2 separate regions of the Gossypium hirsutum genome follow, and region 1 is linked to region 2. A link is a contact called in public Hi-C data. All regions are on one chromosome and are shown on one strand. The core of a region is the stretch at or near the end of the contact, and the rest is flanking DNA. Distances in the headings are between cores, read along the strand shown.

Region 1 (7,530 bases), core at 428-2,927, 510 kb after region 2:
GTATCTGCCTTGTACTATTCTAAGGCCTCCTTGTTCGCCCTCTACACTCTCTCCAAGTCTGCTATGTGTCGTTCCTCCAGAAACTTGATCTGGCTCTCTAGTTGATATACCCTATCCTCGAATTCCATTTTCTGGGAGTTTTACTTAATCTTCCAGATGGAGACAGACATGGCAAACTCATGGATATGATAGGCTGTAACCTCTTGTGTTTGTCGAAGTTGAGCCAGTTCTTGATCTCGAGATGCCAAGGCCATTTCTAACTAGGCTCGTCTAGCTTCACTTCTACTACAACGCTTTCGAAAGGCCCAGCCAAGAAAGCCACATTGATCCACCATTATCTAGTAGGAGTCCATCAACTCTGTTAGTGATGGTTGGTTAGCTTTAGAGGACAAGGGTAGAGTACATTCTTTCAACTCTTGAGGGAGACCACTTTCCTTTCGCTGGCTAATTTCGAGTAGAGAGAAGGGATGCTGACCCGTATTGAAAAGGTCCTTCCATAGGAATAACCTTGATGCCCTACCAGAAGAAGAGGGATTTTTTTCCTTAAGCCAGTAAAGGTGGAAGATGGTATAGAGTGGGCTCTTAAGGCGGACTTTGGGAGTAAAGAGTTAAGTCCATTGGAGTGGCGAACTTCGTTTGTATATCGGGATGAGCAGGGATGACCGATAGAGTAATCTCCCTTTTAGAGCTAACTGGTTTCTTGCCTAGCCTACGGCAGACCAACCTATTGCCACTGCTCTCATTGGTACTATAAGAGCCCCTTTCAGTCCTTCTCCTTTTGTGGCTATTACCAGGCTGCACCCTTGTATCTGCCACTATAATAGCCTCATGTGCCTTCTTCATCAAGGACTCCACGTCCATGTTGGAAAAAATCTACTTTGAAAATAGTTTTCTTGCACAGTAGAAAATTAAAAATTTGAATTTGGCCCAGTTTGTGATATTTATAGCAATAAACTCTAACTGGATACGCACCTATGTTTTCTAATAAGCGAATCCTTGATGGTTCACAGAATTCATGGGTTCTTCACAGAACTTGGCTATATCTCCCTTTTCGACCTCAACCATGAAGTTAACTACTCTGAAAGAAATTTCTTAGACTCTACCATCAAGATCACTCAAAGTCAACTGCGATGCAACCTTTAATAATTCATCCCACAAAACAAGCATTGTTGTTATTGTTAGAGATAGTCAAGGCTTGATAGTTTTGGGAGCCAACGCGCAACTGGTTGCTCATCAACACTTGTGGTTAAAGCCTTTGCTCTAAGGCTAGGTTCTTAACTAATTTTCCTTCACAACTAGCACAATACCATCCTCGAATCCAACAACAAATACTACATTGATGCATTGCTTGGTGAAAATGATACTCCTTGAGAAGTTGCTGCAATTTTTAATGAACTTAACTCCATCATTCCTTCTAATTGTATTGTTCATTTTCTTTTTCTCTTAGGGAAAGCAATAAGGTTGGCAATTGGATTTATTTTTCTCTTAGGGAAAGCAATAAGGCTTGCAACTCGCATAATAAATAATAAGATTCGATTCAGTTCATAAAATTATAATTTATTGAGTTTAAGTTTAAATAAAGTCGAATTAAAATTAATCCAATTTTAATAAAATTAAACCCACTTATCAAATCAAAAACTAGATTTGGAGAAAGAAAAAGGCATAATTGGACTTGGAATGGGTTTTGGATGTGGGTTTCATGAACATTCGCAGAATGGACAGTGGGCCAGACAAGATGACATCATAGCCAAGTGGCCTCAACTTTGTTATAGCTTTAGGGGGTTTAGACATCCATTGCACCTGTTCAACCTCTAAGCGGAAGAAAAATCACTTAACGGCGGCTTTCATCCACCTCCAACAAAGAAAGCAGTGAAATTTCCATGTTGAGAACCAATGGAATCAACTCAAGATATTGAGCTTATCAATCAGGCAATCCAGAAACTCTTAGAAGGTACCACAGTAAAAGCTATCTCTGAAAACGATAATGACCATCTCCTCTCCAGATTGTTCTCTCAGGTATGTACACTACATCAAAAAAAATCCTAATCTTAATCTAAAACCAAATTATTCATTCATTCAGAGCAACTTCATATGAACTAACCAGACCTCGTTTTCAAAACCCCCATTTACGATGCCATTACACTCGCCAACTCCATAGTTCTAATTCCCCCCATCAAAAATGGGTTTTCTTCATCTTGAAGAACTGATTTAAACATCATTGGGATTTATTTTTAATGTTGTCATGCTGTTGTTGAACAGTTAGAATCATTAAAAGAAAATAACACCCTGAAGCAATATGAAGTTGAGGAGTTAAATTTTCCGAGGGCTGAAGATGATAAAGCAGAGGCAAAAAGTGAAAATGGCAGTGGATGTGGGGGAATGGGTGTTGAAGAATTGGTGAAAGAGCTTAAAGCAATAAAGAAGCAGAATACCATAACCCATGGCCTTCTTTCGGTGATGATTGTCGTCACTTTGTTCTGGCAAGTCTCTGAAGCATCACTCCTTCTCCAGGTTAAAAATGGTCTCACTCACCCTTTTAAATCTGTTGGAAGTTGGCTTGTTACACTGCTCAAAGGTCGAGCCAAACCTACACAACAACATTATAATCACCTTGTTGATGCTTCAGCTTCACCTCCCTCTCTTCAACTTCCCGAGTTCCCACATCTGGGATCCAGCGGTAAGGACACTGAGTGGGAGCCATCCAAGGTTTTACCAATCATAGTTTTTGTTTATTCTGTTCAAAAGTGAGTAGCAAAGTATCGAAATAATAATTTTATTTAGGATTCCATCTATTATAATCAATCAATAATCCAAATTCTACTCTCTTTTGCTTTGAATTTTAACTCAGTTTTAAAGATTGTTTTCATTCGGTTTTTCTAATCCAATAATACATCTGTGATTCCAAGATAATCATACGTGCGTGTGTATGTCACAACATTAACCACCCAATGTTTCAAAACCAAGGTCCAGACCCGTGTTATGCGCACGAACAAGGTTCAATCCTTTCAAACGAAAATAATACGAGGAAACAGAAAGAACATTCACAGTGGGCATACAATTGCATATACATATCTTTGATTCATTTGATGGAAAATAAGTAAGTCTCAATCAAAACATCCAATTCACAAGATAGCGTCTTTCACCAACTGAACCAATCAGTCCCTGAAATATGGTGAGATATGGAAACCATAATGGAACACGAAACATAATCAACCCCCAAATAAAACAAAATTCCAAATTTCATTTAAGCCTAAAATAGGCAAAAACGTGTTTTAAATCCTCAGGCATTGTACTCCCATCCCTTGATTAATCATCGTCTTCACGCGTAGTTCAACCTGAATATGTCATTCAACACATAAAAGCTTCCCTGTGGCGTTGGCATCAAATGAAACATCTGATAGCAGAATGCAACATAAAGACAACCTAGGTTAGTAAAGTTGTTAATGAAACTGAACCAAGGCATTGGTGGATGCAATATCTATTAGTTTTCTAAACATAACATTAAAAACATAATGTCTTTGCATTCATAATTTTAGGCAACATAAAACAGTTAACTACTATGTTGCTCAAATTGGGGTGTTAATGTCGATGTCTGAATATTCAATTTCCTAAAGTTATAAAATTTAGAGGATCTTGGAGGCTCATATCCCCATATCTATACCCAAAAATATGTTGAATACAAATGTGTACTTCAAAAAAAATGTAATCTGGGATAAACATTGTTTAACTATCAACATAGATGAAACACATATATAAGTTTGCTCCACGTGAATGAAAGACATAAACCATAAGGAAATCATCAATGTCTCCAGGTGAGGAGGGGGGGTGTGGTAGTGGATTTTCTTTTATATCCAGTAGAGTCGCAAGAAACAACATCAAGGGAGATGGCAGATAATTGTTCAGAGTGAGCACTGAGAGGACCTCTGTCACTTATGCGAAAAGGACAAGTATAAAAATGAAATAAGTACTAGCAAAGGGTGCAATAAACAAAATGAAACAAAAGCAAGCTCTTGAATGCAGAGTCTATAGTACAATTACCTACACAACTACGGCCCACACCACGCTTATAGCAAGAGGAGAGGAATATCCAGGAGCGACAGGGTCCAAATAATTGATGACAAGGAACATGTAAATGTGCAGTTCCAGGTTGCAAAACAAAGTAAAAGTGGAGCAGGTTCTATGGAAAGATGGTGGATCCAAAAACAAATCCACATCTTCCAAAACGTATTATGCACAATGAAATCGGGTTTATAGCCGAAATAACATTTTTTTTACTTTAACCAATCCCATCAATATAGATGCAAAATGAATGAAAAATGTGCAATTCCTGGAACTGTAATCTTAAGCAAATCCGATGAGCATTAAGGCTTAAACATCACAGATAGGACCATTATTAAGATCCCATAGAGAACATTTCGATTACCGCTCCCACTTCAGTCAGATCAAAACACCAACTTAAAAGATCCACTCCACCAATATGAAATGGAATCGTGAAATTAACACAAGGATATAACCGATGAATTCAAGAGTGACACATAAGATCAGCAGTAGATGGCTGAGCTAATAAGAAAATACCTGGCTAAACTTGAGAGCATGCTGCTCGCCAGCGAGTTGGAGGTTACCGCTGACGAATACGAGCATGCCGCCGGAGCCGGAAGGCTGGCAATCGACGGTGGTGATGTTGTGCTTGCACTGCTGGAAAGGAAGGCTGGTGAGCTTAGCCACGATGCTCTGAGAGCCCTGGATCTTTTGACCTTCGAAGGTCAACATGGAACCTTCCTGGTAGAGATTGGCTAAACCGGCCCGGTTGGCATCGAATGTGGAGTAGTAGTGCTCGACGAAGGCCTTGGCTACTGCGTCTGGATCCATCTCACTCTTTTTTTTTTCTTTATATGAAATTGAGTTGTGGCTTCTAAATCACGCCACCAAAGCAGCAGCAGCAGCCAACAGAATGAAGAAGAAGAAGCAGAAGAAGAAAGAGAGGCGACTGGCGAGCCAAGATTTGAGAGAGGGTTTTCCTTTTTTATCTCTCTCTTTTTTTCTTATTTATAATAATAAATAATAATGTGTATTTATAGGAGGATTTATCCAACGGTTCATTTTGAATCATGAAAAAATTAATATCAAAATCAAACAGTGGATGCCTGCCGGAGTGTTTTTCTAAATTTCATTTTTTTCATTTCTTTTATTTATCAGTCACTGTAGAAAGGCCCCTCTCTTATAAACCCTCTTTTCTTTGCGTCAATGTAACGCAGCTAAGCCAAGCAAATTTATTGGTAAATCTTAAGAATAGTCCCTCTACTTATCAATTTGTTTGGATTTAATTCATTACTTTTGTTTGATTGAATCTTTACTTTTTGAATGACTCATTTTCAGTCCATTGGATAACTTTTCTTTCATTAATTCCGTTTAAAATTGAAGTATAATTACCAGTTTAACCTCTAACATTTATAACTTTTGTCAATTTAGCATCTGCTTTTTTTTCCTTTTTACTATCCTGAACCCTTTTTATCTTTTGAGTTTTTATCAAATTGAAAAATTTCCACTACAATTTAACAAAACCATTAGAAATTATACCATATGTACAAGTACATTATAATTTCCGTGCTACTATTTTGTTGTGTATGTCACTCAGCAAGTAATTTAAAATTAAAAAATTTCAAAATATATAAAAATTATAAACATTTTTGTTATACCCCTGCTCTGGTTAGATATGTAACCCCAAGAGAAATGATCTAAGAGGCCCCTACAGATGAACTTCCAGTTAATCACCTCATAATCAACCACTAACATACTTCATGCCACCCATAGGAAAGCCACCCCACCCGCCTCTGACCGCTTGTTCATTATACTTAGTCCATCGATCGCGTCGTACACCTATATAAGCTTGAAAATTGAATTTATACTTAAGAATAAAGCCCATTTAAAAAATAAATTAGGCTTCGGGTAAAGTTTTTTCAGCCCAAGCCTAGCCTGATTTTATTAACCTAAATATTTTACCCTGTTCCCAGCAGACCAAGTTCCTCATATTCCTTTTTCCCTTCCCAATCCCTAATTCCCTTTCCGATCTCTATTTCCCCTTCCCTAATCTTTAATGACTAAATTTATTTTTTGCTTCATACTTCTTCGCCACTGCTGCTTCCTGCTTCATTTGTCACCACTACTTCTTCCTGCTTCCTAGTTTTCTTTTCTTTTATTTTCAAGTTGAGAGGAAAAAGAAAAAAAAAAAGGGAACCTGATCGAAGGTTGAGAAGTTATCAACAATAAACCCATACTTCTGCTTTGTAGATTGTTTTCTTTATAGTTGGGAAGGCTTATTATGACTAGTACTATCATTAATCGAAGCAGTGCTTCCCTCTCCGAAAGTAGAAACTTGTAACGGTGCGGCGGCCATGGATGGTCTGTTTAGAAAGAAAATCACCCATCTCAATTTCTTTTTCGTCGTCTTCTTTTCTTTGATAAAATTAGTTTATTTATATCATATTATTCTAAACAAGCATAATAAAGAAAAATAGTAAACGTTTTAAGGGGTTTTGTGAAGCAAGAATATATATACACATTGGCTTACCTCATTTCATCAAAGCTTGAGTTTCATATATATATAATCAGGGCCGAGTTTTAACAAAAATTTAATCTTATTTTTTGGGTCGAGCAAGGCCCAAGCTTACCAATCGAGCCTTAGATTTTGATTGGGCTCGGTCAGAACCCGACCCGACTCTACCTATGGACACCTCTACTGTTTGCCCTCCTATCAAGCCACCCACTAATAATAGGTTCTCCATCATGCCACCTACTATTAGCGACACATTCTTACCCCCAAGAGGGGACCACTAAAGGACTAATGAAAAAACTTAGTATTACCTCCGTAAATAGAATGTTAGAGTATGTCTACACAAAATTACACTTAACAATAACCAACATATAACAGACCTGCCACTTGACTGACCACACGAGCAGACCACCGCTCGTGCTATTGATGAAACATACAATACAAAAGGGATCTTATTCCCACTTTTACTCCCTTAAGCAATATACTCTAGTCTCCTTTCTCCTTTCTCCTCCTCTTTCTCATCTTCCTTAAATACTCTGACTCTCTGCCTATAACAAGGGAATTGATCTCTTTGTCACCATTATCTTCTCCTTTTTTATCCTTCCTTGTTAAGCATCAGTATCAACAATTTTCAAGAATTCTAAAAAATTAAAAATTCTTTAAAATTAAAAATTAGAAAAAAAATATAAAAAGCTCGTAAAAATGATCCCTCTCTTTTACAAATTGCTCTTTTCAACCATTTTTATAACTTTTTTTCTCTTTAACTCCATTAAAAAATATGATGTAACTTTTTGTATTTTACTTGCTATTGCATATGCAGGGACAGTGCCAAGGGTGAGCGACCTACCCCCCAGAAAAGCAAATTATGTCCTTGAAATTTTTAAAATTTTAAGTTATTTTAATAGTAAAAATATACTTTGAATCTTCAAAAATGATAAATTTTAATTTAATTCCTTTAAAATTCTAAACTAACAAGTATA
Region 2 (7,115 bases), core at 4,584-7,083:
CTATAAATAAGAGACCTCTTCCCTCATTGTAGATCACTTGAGTTTTGAATAAGAAGAATCCTTGAGAGCATTCACTCAAACTTTTCTCTCTTGTGTTCTTATTTTCCTTGGCTTGTTCTTGTCTCATTTTTCTTTCATCTTGTTGGCTTTGAGTTGCTTTCGCTTGAGTTGTGTTTTGGGAGGAATTCTGTTGAATCCTTCTTTTGTGGAAGTTAGGCTGACTTAGGCGTTTTGGAGTAAGAAACTGCCTAAGGCCGCACGGATTTTGAGGCAAGAATCTTAAGTCCGTGACACTAGCATGATGTTGAATATCATTAGGTGTTGGATTCTCTAAGAGATGCTGGAGGTAGCTCTTCAACCATTTTATCTTTATTTGATGCCCTTTAAAATCATACTTAAGGTCAGTACTCGATCCCAACACATAAACAAAGATTTCCCCTAGATCGTACTCAAAAACTCATATTCTAGACACCTATTCATTGGAAGGCTAATAAGTACTGCTCTATCTTCTGACGTTACTATCACTTCACCACATAGGAGATGAAATGTATAGGTCTCAAGTCTCCATCATTCAATCAGAGTGGAGAAAAATAAGGGCACTGATCGACTGTTTAACGTCACAGTAATAATGTGCAAGCGTACACTGTCGGTGCAAGTATAGTAGACAAAAATGAGTCTGTCGGATATCGATGCCACGAGGATGGTTGTCTTTTGTCTATCAATGTCAGTGCAATAAATAAATAGAAATGAGAAAAATTTTGAGAGTAGTTGTCAAAGAAATAACTTGAAAACAATAAGATAAAATATGATAATAATAAACTGGGATTCCCAACGTGAATATTCAACAGAATGCTAAGTACTCACAAGGTAAAAAGGATAGGTGATTGTCAATGCATTAAACTGCAATGAATATCTTACTAAGCTTAACTTCTATATTTAATCTAAGACTTAAACATGCACATTAACCACACCTTCCAATGCTGGCAATGGAACACTATTAAGAACAAGTGGATTAAATTCCTCTAATCCTCAAGCAACTTTCGTTGTCATGCTTGTTAGCTGGAACTGTCGTTGCACTTTCCAGTGTCAGTGACCGCAATAACACTTCCATGCTAAAAAATTCAAACCCAAAGATTAAACAGTAGAAGCCAGATTGAATAAAATAACATTTAATCCAGAAATCATGTGTACTTCCATACTAACATGAAATAGAAAGTAATCACCAGCATTTAGAAAAGAAAAATAAAAGAAACAAGTGGAGAATAATATTCCTAGACAAGTCGACTTGAATCTCTCTATTCCCTCTTGTGTCACACTCAAGGCTCCTCGTCAAGAGCTAGTCTACATTCCTTTCACGTCAGTTCACCCATAGGAGATTTAACCCGCCATAGCTAAAAAGCTTCGAAAGAAAGGTTGAAGAATATCCTCCTTTTCTCTTCCCTCTTTTCACGTAAATATATTGATATTTATCCAAATAGCACATATGTCTTTTTCATCAGAAACATGCTGCCTCTGTACATACAAGTTAGTTGTACCAGACTGGACAGCTCACACTTCTTTGTTGTTATCCAAACAGCTATCAAGTGCGGTGACAATTCTGGGCTCAATCTGAAAACACTCATGCAACAACAACAGTACCAAAGCATGACAAAATTAAGGATAAATAGGTTGATCCACTGAGTTATAAAATACAATTTACTAAACTAAAAATATTAAAATATGTGCTAAAGATAACTAAATGGGTACAAATTAACCAATAAGTAGGGAAATACATATGTTCTTTCTAGTACTATCAGGCACATAAGTAACTTTCCTAATTTAGCTAGCATGATAGAAATTGCATTTTATTAAGTGAGGAATTATTGTGTCGTTAGACAAATTTATTCCCATATTATTGTGACATCATGCCACTAAAGAATACTCCAATTTTTTTTGCATTCTAAGCAACATATATTACTTTCAATCTTAATAAAGGGACAACCATTACCATATGACTGGAAGTTCGAATTTCGAAAATCTTAAGTATGAGATTGTTTTAGGTTTTTTTTAAAAACTAATAAGTTGGATGAGCTATTTATAAGTTTTAAAATTAGGGTTCTGGTAGGGTTTTAAGAGAACCTTAACACTCATGGGTGACGGGTCAATTTAAATATTCATTTCTTTTTCAAATAATCGACCACAAATAAAGATGTACAATTTTTTTAAATTTTACAAAAAGCTAGACACTCATGAGTGTCAAGTTCGTTTTAAATATTATCCACATGTTAAGAAAATAAGTTATATTGTTACAATTTAAATTTAATTATTCTACACAGAGTTCGGCACTCACCGATGTCAAGGTGTTTCAATAATTCCATAATAGTTATTCTAATTCTAATGAGATTCAAAAAACTTAATGGTGCAATACATTTTATTAAACTCTGACACCCATAAGTGTTGGGGTAACTATAACAACGTATATTCTGAAATTTAATTTTTAATGATACCTATTTTACTAAATGATAAAAGAACCTATTATACTTACGTACAAAAAGTGAATAGCTAGATCGGTGCAATTAAAATTAATAGTGGAATATGTTATTTGGATACAAAGTACAAACATAATAGTGATTATAAGATGAAAATGAAAATATTAATTAAATACATTAATATAAAAAAATTGGCTATATGTCTTTTTTTTAGATAATTATTTAGTATATAAATTATAAATATTTTAAAACTCCATAAGTGAATTTGAGATTTTTTTATGTAAATTTAAGTTGTATTTAAATAAATATAAATAAATAAATAATACAAAATCTCATCTCCTTTGGTGGAGTTAGAAAATTTTGTGTATCAAATAATTATTTTTATAAAAAAATATTTAAAAAATTAACATGTATTATTTTATACATTAACAGTTTTAATTAGTAAAAGAATTATTTAAAACTTATAGGTAATGACTTTTTTAGGGTTAAAGCGGACAGCCTAATGTCCCCTCTCTTACTCCATCATTATTCCATTTGTTGCTGCTACTGATGAAGAAAAACATCATATCCAAAATTACAAGTCAATAGAAGTATGGGTTAATACACTGAAAATCAAAATATTACACTTCAATTTTGTTTTATTTATTCCAAAATTAAATTGAACCCAATAGTCATGTTAATGGCATGATAAAAGGTTCCCAGGTGCAAAATTGGGTTCCAATATGATATAATCTCCCTCATTATTATATACCCAAATTAATATTTTCTTTATTATATAATCTTTTTTTTCTATTTTACCGAATTTCAGGTTTTGGCACAAAATTTAAAATAGAATCATGCATGTGCTTTTTCATGTGAAATAAAACAAATTCTGAAATACAATTGAATAGTGAAGTATAATCAAAACAATTTAATTCATACAAGAATCTTTTTAAAAATTCATAATTAATCATTTAACCGTCTAATTTTATAAACATAAATTATTTTAAATTTTCACTTTTTTTAATTTTTTAACTTACCCACCTCAAAATAGATAAAACAACAACAACAAATCATCCTAAAATTGAATTTGGGAAAAAAACATATTTTTTAAGAAAAATTATAATTTAAAAAACTAAAAATATATGATAAAATCAAATTAAAATAAAACTAAATAACCAAGACATTCAACAAAGGACAAACAAACAAATAAAATAGGAACCGGAAAGTGAAACACAACACATAAACCTTTTGTACCTTTTTCTTTCCCCTCTCCGGATAAAAGGTTGATACTTAAAAAGCAATTAGAACACCCTGTCACTTTCCTTGCCACTCGTTTCTTTTTTTCTTTCCAGCAACCATTATTTTTGAGTTTCATTTTATTATGCAACTTGTTTCTAACTTTCAAAGCTCTCTACACCTATAAAGTAAGCTGGAAACCTTACATGCTCATCTCCTTTGCCACTTTCACTTCTCTCTCTTAATCTCCATTGTTGAATAAATTATTAACCCTAGCTTAGCTTTCATAGATTAAGAAGCTCACAATCCCTTTCTTAAATGGCTATTTATTCTTGTGCTCAAAAGTAGTTTTTTTTTCACTTCACACTTCTTCCCGTTCCAACTTTTTTTTCTCCTTTTTCACAGCTTATCTGAAACTATCATTGCAGAACGTGCCCAGCTTCTGTTAGATTTCTCTCAGGTACCCCTTCACCCTTTTACTTACCTCTTTATATATGGTAAGCAAAATACTAATTCAAAGTGCTTCATTCTTTTTAAGAAATTAGATGTAACTCTATACTTTATGTTTATAAAAATCGTAGGGTTGTTTTAGGGGAGAAAGTTTAGGTCTCTTTATTACTTATCTACTAAATTTATTTTAATAAAATTTACATTTGTTACTGTTTGAGATTTACGTGGGTTCAACCTTAAACAATTTTAAAAAATATAAATAAAAATAGACGTGATATAAAAAATATTTTATTATATTTTTTAAACCGTATATATCAATTTTATAAAAATTAAATAAATGTATTTAATAGTAAACTAAAGTGGTTTCTTCTGGTCGTTGCAATGATAACTATATGTCACGGTTGAAAAAGACCCATATGGGCTGTGCCCCTCTTTTTTAGTAAATCAACGGGGTTTAGTATATTCACCAACCTTTGCTCCAAGTTTATAAAGTGAAAAAGTCTCTACTTTGGGAAATACCCACTTAACCTAAGAACAAAAAAACAACTACTAACATGTTCTTTTTGGGGTTCAATACAAGTTCAACATTTCCAATGAATTATTATTTAAGCCCAATTGGGATTTTAAAAAGTTTTAAGAGTTTTGTTTCAATATAAAAAGGAAAAAGAAAAACACATTGTGGCAAAGGCCTTTCTTTGTTTTCCAAAAATATCTTCCATGCTACTTGTGGTTGGGATGCGAGTGCCGACTCCATTGATGTCACACTGTTTACAACATTTCCAATGTCCTATTTTTAAATTCAATTCCCAAAAGCCTTGTTACCTATTAAAATTATAAAAAAAAACTATAAATTTAACTTTAAATATCATAAAAGTTGGGGGGCCTATTACCATTAAGACCGCCTTCCTTTCCTTTCACACTCTTTTCCTTGACAAATGTATGATGTTTTAAAGTTTCTTTTTAATATTCATATATTTATAAAACAACAAACGTAGATAATGAGAGTCATTAAGATCATTCAAATAGCTAAACATCTTGAAATTTTTAAATATAGTCATGTTTTGCTCTTATATGAATCATAATAACATGGCTGAACAGGACAATGGAAGAGTCAACATTAGACTTCTTTTTATACTTCTCCCATTGTAATAGCAAGTATGTTCATGACTCTTTTGACACATTTACAACTTTGCACCATCATTCCCATTCAATTTTTTTTCAAGTTATAATTCAAAATTTCATTTCTCCCATTTAAACTTATTAAGTAGTAAGTATTAATTGTCAACGACTCTTTAATTTGGTCATATATGATGAGTCACTTATAGTAGGCGGATGGATGGATCATTTTTATGAGTTTCCAACCCAACCCAACCAATCATCCCCTTCCTCTTGTTCTTCATCTTGAAATGACCCAAAAAAGGAAACAAACTTTGTAGTCCCAATATATTTTAATAAAACCCAACTCTCCGAAGTAGAAATTTAACATTTTTCTAGATTTGGTTTAATTCCCATTATTTGTTTCTAAGGAACGTTTTTAAGAGGGGCTTGAATTTACGTTATAGTTTGATTAAGGTGATGGGACTGAAGAACAAGAAATAAGAATACATTGTAATGTTTGCAGCGATATTGAGGTGTTTAAAGTCCATTGTAACTCAGCAGGTGAATTAGGAATCGCCAGCCATTGTTGGATTTGAGAGTATTGGTACCGTGAAGGGTGCCATTGATGGAATCAGCACCGTCATCTGCTTCGTTTAAAAGGGCTCGGCCGCCTGGTTCCGGTAACCAAGTACCTTCATGCTTGGTTGATGGTTGCACTGCGGACCTCAGCAAATGCAGGGACTACCATCGACGCCATAAAGTATGCGAAGTCCACTCTAAAACCCCAAAAGTCTCAATTAGGGGTCAAGAACAACGATTTTGTCAGCAGTGCAGCAGGTAACAATTGAATCGCTTTATGCAGATTGAACATGGAGTTTAATAGATTTTGCTTTCCTCAATCATTTTACTTCTTTCCATTGCCTCCTCATCTGCTGATTTTTTTTCCCTATATGGATCGATTCTTGCTTAGCAATGCGTTATTACTCCGAATTTGGGTATTTCCTTTGTGTTTTAAGGTTTATGAGTATGATTTGTTTATCTTGAGATTAGAATCGATAAAGCTGTTTAGTCTCCGCTAAAACTCTCCTTTTTCATGATGGAAATTAATTCTATCAAGTGAGAAATTCTCTTGTGATGCATCATGAAAGTTAATGGCATCGATAAATGTTCTAATGTGATTTGCTCCTTAGCAAGATTCTATCACATGCTTTCATTCTTAGCTTATTTTGTTTCATAAATGGTAAGAGTTTGTTTCTGGTGAATGCAATGTTATTAGGTTTCATTCGTTAGTGGAGTTTGACGAAGGGAAACGAAGCTGCCGGAAGCGTCTAGATGGACACAACAGACGGCGGAGAAAGCCTCAACCTAATGCTTTGACTGTAAATTCTGGAAGCTTACTTTCAAATCCCCCAGGTATGCCTTCATATTCCCATGCAATGGCTTATTTGTGATGTATTTTGATAAGAATTAGACTCTTAACGCAGGGAGTAGATATTTACTATTCAGCAGCCCCCAAATATTTTCCACTACATCCATGACCGATTCTTCGACTGGGGCGGTGAAAGTCAAAACCGATATAAGTTCATCGTTAAACTTCAGCAGCCGAAATAGCTCGTTCGTTGGAGCCTCATCTCTCAACTACAAAGGAGAAAGGCAGTTCTCATTCTTACAAAGTGCTAATTCATCACACCCAGGAGTTTCTGTTTGTCAACCGCTTGTCAATGCTAATCCTTCATCAAGCAATGGTGGCATCAGCCAGAAAATGTTGTTGAATGGGTTAAATCGAACCGTCGAGTCTAATCGTGCTCTCTCTCTTCTGTCATCACAACCGGCTGAGACTCGGGAGATTAGTTTGAGCCCTATGATGCAGTCTGGCTCAAC

What was found. A called contact is a pair of places that touch in the nucleus more often than the background predicts.
Region 1: a contact with region 2 is called in a Hi-C map of leaf, with 2.1 times the contacts expected there. The contact joins the promoter of LOC107909854 here to the promoter of LOC107909848 in region 2. A contact is called at or near these places in 3 of 34 Hi-C or Micro-C datasets (leaf and petal).

The regions. Positions count from the first base shown.
Region 1 is chrD02:56,274,378-56,281,907 of Gossypium_hirsutum_v2.1, forward strand. It overlaps LOC107909854, which reads left to right and starts at 1,678. Exons shown (of 2, transcript XM_016837540.2): 1 at 1,678-2,016; 2 at 2,260-2,802. The coding sequence starts at 1,894. The coding sequence ends at 2,748. It overlaps LOC107909855 (nuclear transport factor 2A), which reads right to left and starts at 5,189. Exons shown (of 2, transcript XM_016837541.2): 1 at 4,576-5,189; 2 at 3,059-3,394. The coding sequence starts at 4,869. The coding sequence ends at 3,320.
Region 2 is chrD02:55,756,908-55,764,022 of Gossypium_hirsutum_v2.1, forward strand. LOC107909848 (teosinte glume architecture 1-like) reads left to right here and starts at 5,834. Exons shown (of 3, transcript NM_001327023.1): 1 at 5,834-6,071; 2 at 6,511-6,647; 3 at 6,719-7,115. The coding sequence starts at 5,860.